Linked DNA regions of Ovis aries: region 2 is linked to region 1. Evidence: chromatin contacts called from public Hi-C data. All regions are on one chromosome and are shown on one strand. The core of a region is the stretch at or near the end of the contact, and the rest is flanking DNA. Distances in the headings are between cores, read along the strand shown.

What was found. A called contact is a pair of places that touch in the nucleus more often than the background predicts.
Region 2: a contact with region 1 is called in a Hi-C map of hypothalamus, with 8 times the contacts expected there. The contact joins two enhancer-like sites. A contact is called at or near these places in 11 of 16 Hi-C or Micro-C datasets (blood, hypothalamus, liver and 4 more).

The regions. Positions count from the first base shown.
Region 1 is chr18:25,357,017-25,360,438 of ARS-UI_Ramb_v3.0, forward strand. No RefSeq gene overlaps it. Among named protein-coding and RNA genes, the nearest start is that of TRPM1, 42 kb to the left of the region's middle. Within about 2 kb of position 1,800, at least 19 of the 54 cell types and tissues checked have an H3K27ac peak or open chromatin away from gene starts, as enhancers often do. A contact at or near this core is called in hypothalamus and liver, where this site is marked.
Region 2 is chr18:25,528,641-25,532,062 of ARS-UI_Ramb_v3.0, forward strand. No RefSeq gene overlaps it. Among named protein-coding and RNA genes, the nearest start is that of KLF13, 87 kb to the left of the region's middle. Within about 2 kb of position 1,556, at least 8 of the 54 cell types and tissues checked have an H3K27ac peak or open chromatin away from gene starts, as enhancers often do. A contact at or near this core is called in hypothalamus and liver, where this site is marked.

The DNA.
Region 1 (3,422 bases), core at 550-3,049:
TCCCCATAGAGTCAGAGGCAGGAAAGTTCCATAGGAGAAGCAGTACAGGTAGGCATATTTTCTCCTTTTACTTGAGAAAAAAAGCCTTGTGGAAGGTCCAAAACATTAGTCACACTGAGATCTTTAATGACAAAGGATCCTCATTTATGGTATATGTTGTTTATCTAGTGTTTGAGGAAGAAATATGTCCTGCTGTTGTGTGTAACGTTACATATAAGGCAGGCTGGGAATACCTCCCTCCATGCCCCATTGTACCGTCTGGCACCAAAAATCTGTTCTGTTTTCAAAGATGTATTGTAACCATTGCAGGGGCAACCCACACTGTATCACACTCTCAGGACAGCAACACCAAGTTTTCAAATCCAAATACTAACATCGTCTCTTTCCCACACGTACAAAATGAGCAAAGCTTTCCTTAATCATCACATGGGAAAACGAAGCACTGCAATTATGTGTCTCTCGCCCCGGGACATGTTGGGCATTTAATCAGACGTTGCTATGTGGAGCCAGAGATGGAGCCCGGCAGTAAACAGACATGAAAGGAGGGTTACTTCATGAAGAAAAAAAAAAAAGCCCCTTCCAAGTTTTATTAACCAGTGTCTGTTCCCCTGAGAACTGCAGAGCCTCAGAACTCAGCGGGAGTTGATGGGAAGGAAGATCCTCAACGATGATAACCTGCCTGTGACCAAAGCTTCAAATAAAAACAAAACTAAACTGAATCCAAATCTGTTTCCTAACTGAGTGGGCAGGGCCCACCCTGGCTTTTCCTGAACGCTGTTTACCAAGAGATCCACAGGGCTCCACAGATGATTTGTCTGAAGGTGGTACAGTGGTAAAGAACCTGCCTGACAATGCAGCAGACAGAGGTTCCATCCCTGGGTCTGGAAGATGCCCTGGAGAAGGAAATAGCATCCCACTCCAGGATTCTTGCCTGGAGAATCCCATGGACAGAGCAACCTAGCGGGCTATAGTCCTTGGGGTTGAAAAGAGTTTGACATGACTGAGGACGCCAGGCAGTCTTTCAAACCTGGAGCCCTGTGAGGGCAGGGGGGTGGGGGGTGGGTGTGGAGTCAGGGTGGATGGACTCTGGCAGCCTCTGACTTGAGCAGGCCTCCTGCTTCCTATATGAGAAGTTCATCTTGCTGGGGTTCACAGACACCAGCCTCCCCGACAGGCCAGCGCTCAGCCTGGTCTCTGATAGACGCAAATTGTGGATCCCGGGAACCAGGGCAGGAAGCAGTATTCTGGCTAGAGGGTTTGGAATGGTTCTGGGCTAAGGTGACCCACTGGTCAGGTGAACAAGGGGTAGGGCTTTCCAGGATCAGGCTTAAGTCCAGGAGGAATCCAAGGCCTAGGCTGGAGAGAGCTCAGAATGAGTGTACTAGGAGGTGGTAGAGCTGCGATGCCCACCCGAGAAGTCCCAGGGCAGTACAGGAGGCAGCGAGGCCCAGGGTGGGCTGATGCCTGGGAGGCCAGGTCATCTCCATGGTCCCATAGCTGGTCCCTGCCGCAGGCCAGAGACCTGGATCTGCAACGGGACTTCGGGATGCTGGGCTAGGATGCGGCTGGACAGCGCTCAGCCGGGCTACAGGCGGGAGCACCGCCCGGGATAGAGGCGAGAGGGCCGCTTCGGGGCTTCCCCACAGAGCAGACCCAGGGCCCCGCACACCTGGGCAGAAGGGCCGGGGTCTGGGGGAGTCAGACAGACGCTCACAAGGGCGTGCATCCAGGGCTGGGCTCCAGCCTGCGCAGTCCGGGGGCTGACACTAGGGGGCAGCGTGGGGTAGCGGGAACCAAGTCCTGGAGGGGAGACCCTCCGACCCGCCAGATGAAGTGCAGGCGCGCTGGGCGCAGCGGCCTGGGCATCACGGAGGGAAGCAGCCTCCCGCGGGCCAGGGGGCGAGGAGGGGCCAGCGGGCCCGCATCCTCGGCTACGCAAGCGGCCGCCTGAGGCTCCCGCCCCGGCAGAGGTCCCGGGTCCCCCGTCTGCTCCCAAACACAGGCGCAGCGGCTCCGCGTTGACCCACATTCCCTCCAGCCGCGGAGCCGGGGGCGGGGAATCCACGCGGCCGCAGAGCAGGTGCGAGCACAGGGCGGGGCCCGAGCCTGGGGCCACCCAGCCCGCCCGCCTCTGCTTGGGGGCAGGGCGCGGGGGGTGGGGACAGGAGATGGGGGAGGATAAAAGATAAAGGCGAAGGAGGGTCGGGGAGAGGAGAGGGAAGAGGGTTGGGGGGGAGAAGAAGCAAGGGGACAGGAGCGGGGAGTGGGGAGGAGAAGAAAGGAACCTGAAGGGAAATGAGAGGGAGGGAGGGTTGGGAAGGGCAGGAGGGGGAAGGGAAGAGCAGGAGGAAGATGGAGGTCGCAGGCCGCACCCCTGCCTCTTCCCCGGAGCCCTAGGCTAGCCCTGCAGGGAACTATGAAATGAATGAACTGTGTACCTGCCTTCCAGGTCTAAGGGGTGCAGGGTACAGGCTGTACCACCCTCCTCGTGCCTTGACCCCCGTCCCCCGCCTGGGGTCAGCCAGCTCCTGTCTCAAACAGTGCCTACATGCTCCTCCCACTAAGCTGGGACCCTAGACCTTCAGGAAGGCTGTGCGTTTTCTGATGAGATCACTGTCCACTCACTGACTGTGTCCACTGGGGGGCTTAAGCCGTGGGACGTGGTGGATCGAAGAGCGGGGCAGAAAGGAGAGTGGTGATGATGAATATCATGGCCTGGCTCTGTGCAGTGCCCCTTCTCCAGGGTCCACCCCCCAGCTCCGCCCTACCCACTCCCATCCCATTCCTGAGTGCCTCTCAGGGACCTGGAGAGGCCTCAGGTCCCAGGGCTCTACCTGCGTTGTCCTGTTACATCCATTTGAGTATTTGCCATCTGTATACTTGCCTACCTACAGGAGTTAGTACTTTTTAGAGGAAGTTGAAGGGATTTATCCATTGACCATAGACCAATAGACACCATATTTGTTAGGGGAAGCACACTGACTGAAACCGCCCACCCTGGTCAGGCCCTTTAGTAACCATTTGCATGAGCTGTTTTATGACAGGAGATCCTGATAAGGAATATGGAACTAATAAGCCACCACCAACCAGAAGAGTTCGGGAAAGGTCGAAAGGAGACACTGCGTGTCTGTCCACTTCCCAGAATCCCTCTCGCTAGCATCCATCTTGGCTGAGCGATGCGTGCACCACCAGGAAAGACTCTGAATTAGAATGCTTGGCCAAAGACCACCCGGAAACTAATCCCACCACCATAAAACCCGAGACTGTGAGCCACATGGCAGAGCAGTTCTCCTGGGTTCCCTTACCCTACTGCTCTCCACCCGGGTGCCCTTTCCCAATAAAATCTCTTGCTTTGTCAGCACATGTGTCTCCTTGGACAATTCATTTCTGAGTGTTTGACAAAAGCCCAGTTTCAGGCCCTG
Region 2 (3,422 bases), core at 306-2,805, 170 kb after region 1:
CTTCCGCCCCCGCCGCCCCCGCCTGGGTGCCTGGCTGCAAGCGGTTCTGCTGCCAATACATGGCGCACAGCCACAGCGCGCCCACTGCCTGCACCTGAGGGACGCTCTGTCTCCCCGGCGCCCAGAGGCTGCAGTGGAGGCCTGGACGTCGCCGCCCGAATGCCCGCCGCCGGTACGAGGCTCGCGCACTCCTTGAGCTTGAGCACCAGCTCGGTGGGCAGCCGGCCCGTCAGGCCCCGCGAGCCCCGCGAGCCCTCGGCCTCTGGCCTACCCGGCGGCCGCTTGATCTTAAAGGCAGAGAGGGAGGCTTCGCGGCGCCGCTGCTCCTGAAGCACTCCTCCGCTCAGATCAGGTAGTAGCCGATCACCTCTTCCTGGAATTGGTGCCGGTGGCTGGTGAGCAGCAGGCCCGCGAAGATGAACCTTTGCTCGCCCTGCACGGCGGCGCGCAGGATGCTGAGCTCAGCTTCACGTCCATGCTGCACTTCCAGCTGTCGCCTGGGGCCCGCCGCCTTGTACGTGGGCGACGGCACGGTCTTCTCTAAGGACACCCACGACCACGTCACGATATAGCCCAGGATCTGGACTCTGGGGCTACACTGCCACCGACTGACACTTGTGCAATCAGTAACACGGGGACCTGCCTTGGGAGCCTGTGAAGACGAGATACATGAAAATGCTGAAGGAGGAAAGCGCCCCGGGGAAGTGCCAACCTGTCCGGGGTACTGACTGTGTGCCAGTCATGCCCCTCACTTGCTTTCCTCTTGAAACTTGAAAAGTACTGGTTACGGGACTTCTCTGGTGGTCCAGTGGCTAAAACTCCGAGCTCCCAGTGCAGGGGTCCCAAGTTGGATCCCTGGACAGGGAACTAGATCTTGCCTGCTGCTACTAAGATTCGGTGCAGTCAGTTCAGTCGCTCAGTCGGTTCCGACTCTTTGTGACCCCGGGGACTGAAGCACGGTCAGGATTCCCTGTCCGTCACGGACTCCGGGAGCTTGCTCACACTCATGTCCATAGAGTCGGTGATGCCTTCCAACCATCTCATCCTCTCATTTATATTTGACACGGTGCAGCCAAATATAAATAAACATTTTTTAAAACATTGGGTAGGAGAGCAATTATTTGTAAGCTGCTTCTTTTTTTTAAAGCAAATCCTTTTTCCTGGGGCTTTACTATTGAGATCGCGCGGGAATCAGTCAGATACTTTGAGCAACCGGATGCATATCGAACATGGGTCCTCCCTGAGGGTAGGGGGGTGGAGTTGCAGGGGGTGGAAGGCACCTTTCTCACTGCCTTCCCCTCCCGGGAGGAGGAGAAGAGAAGGAGGTGTGCCCAAGAATTACTCCCTCGGTTCCCAGCTTTTCCCAAGGACCCACACAGTGTTATAATTAATTCCCCTCCGTGGCAGCATATCGTGTTCCAATCTCGGCAGAGAGAGTTTTGGTTGTGACTTGCCTACGGTTTGTTTTCTGCATAGGCGTGTTTATGCCTCTCCTTCTGGAGAAACTAAGGGGACAAAAACTCCCCTAGCCAGAGCGCGCGCCTACGTCCCGACCCGCCGCACACAAGCGCACAGGCACGCGTTCCAGACGGAGCCCGGGCGGCGGCGACCGAGGGCAGGCCTGGGAACCCCCGCGTGGAGGATGCGCCCTGCCCGCCGGTCCGTCCCGGCGCGCGCCAGGCTTCCCTGGGTCTCGGAAGGGATCCATAAACGCGTCACATTGATGCACCTGCGAAGAAGGTCCAGCTTAGCTTCTAGCGACAGGATCAGGATCGGTGTTTGTAGAGAGGCACACTGAGTGAGACGGAGCCCAGCTCTCCAGCGTGTACCCCCGCCCGGCCGCAAGCCGGCCAGCCCCAGGCACCGCCCCCAGCCTCTCTACAGAAACCTGAGACAGCCTGCCGCCCTGTATGGCGCTCGGGGAGGCGTCATAGGGTAGGATCTTATTAGGCCCGCCCTGCGGGCGTTATCCCACCCCTAGTCCAGCCCAGTGTCCACTGCAAAGTGCAGAGTCCCTCAGAGGGATCCCGGCTGGAACGCAAAAGAGAGAGACCTGTGCCAGGTGGCCCAGGAGGAGACGGAGGCTCAGAGCCTCTGCAACCCTCACTGAGGACAGGAAAGGGCCACAGAAACCAGATGTCTCCATGATTAAAGAAACTGTATGGAGGGCTTCCCGGAGGAAGCTCCAATGCAGGAGCCACATGTTCAATCCCTAGGTGGGGAAGATCCCCTGGAGGAGGAAATGGCAACCCACTCCAGTATTCTTGCCTGGGAAATCCATTGGACAGAGGAGTCTGGTGGGCCACAGTCCAGGGATTCCTAAAGAGTCGTGACTGAGCGCGCACACACACACACACACACACACACACACACACACACACACACACACACTGATTTAAAGGGAAAATTCATTAAGTGATGCTAGGTTTCCAATTGAATGATTGCTTAATTTCAGAAGATAAGAATGCCAGAAAGGGCCTCCGTGTTGGCTCAGTGGTAAAGAATCTGTCTGCCAATGCAGGAAACACAGGTTCAATTCCTGATCTGGGAAAATCCCACATGCAATGGAGCAACTAAGCCCAAACCGCAGCTACTGAGTGTGTGCTCTAGAACCGGTATTCCACAAGAGAAGCCACCACAATGACAGGCCCTTCCACCCCAAGTAGAGAGTAGCCACCGCTCACCACAACTAGAGAAAAAACCTGTGCAACAAGGAAGACCCAGCACAGCCAATAAAAATAATAAGAAGGAAACCAAATGGAGGTGTACACAGAATGTCTGCATCCGTATGAGCATTGTGGCTAGAGCCTTCAAAACCACCACTAGCCGTTTTAAGTATTTCCTCTTTACTGTGGACACTAAAGAACAGTTGGAGACATCACCTGGCTGAGACGTGGGCTGAAAAGCAGGTGCCTTCCTTGGGCAGCAGACCAAAAAAGCTGTTACTGCTGCTGCAGTTTCTGAGGAAGGACCTGGGTCGGATGGAGTACCACACATGGTCACCCAGGAGGGGGCTTGGGGCCAGGCCTGCCCATCTCCTCCCAGAGAAGGGGAGAGAGGGCTGGCGGCCCACCTGCTCCTACATTCATTCATTCAGCAAATGTGTGTCGGTGCGGGACCCAGGGATCCAGGAACCCTGGCCAGAGGAGCTCACATCCTGTACCCAGGACAGGATAGACAGGTGGCACACTGCTCAGCTGTCAGGTGGTGAACTGCAGACCTAGGGAGCTTTGGCAAGCCTTTCTAGGGCAGGCCAGCCAGCAAGCCTTCCCATGAGAGAGTGTGTAGGTGGACAAGGCAGCGACAATGAGAGATGGGCCCCTCTCTGCCGCGATGGATTGATTTAGGCTGGGGGGAGGAACCTGGGCCCACATCAGAAAGGCTGGGGTGGAGGCCTGTTTGCAGGTTTGTCTGGGATCTGA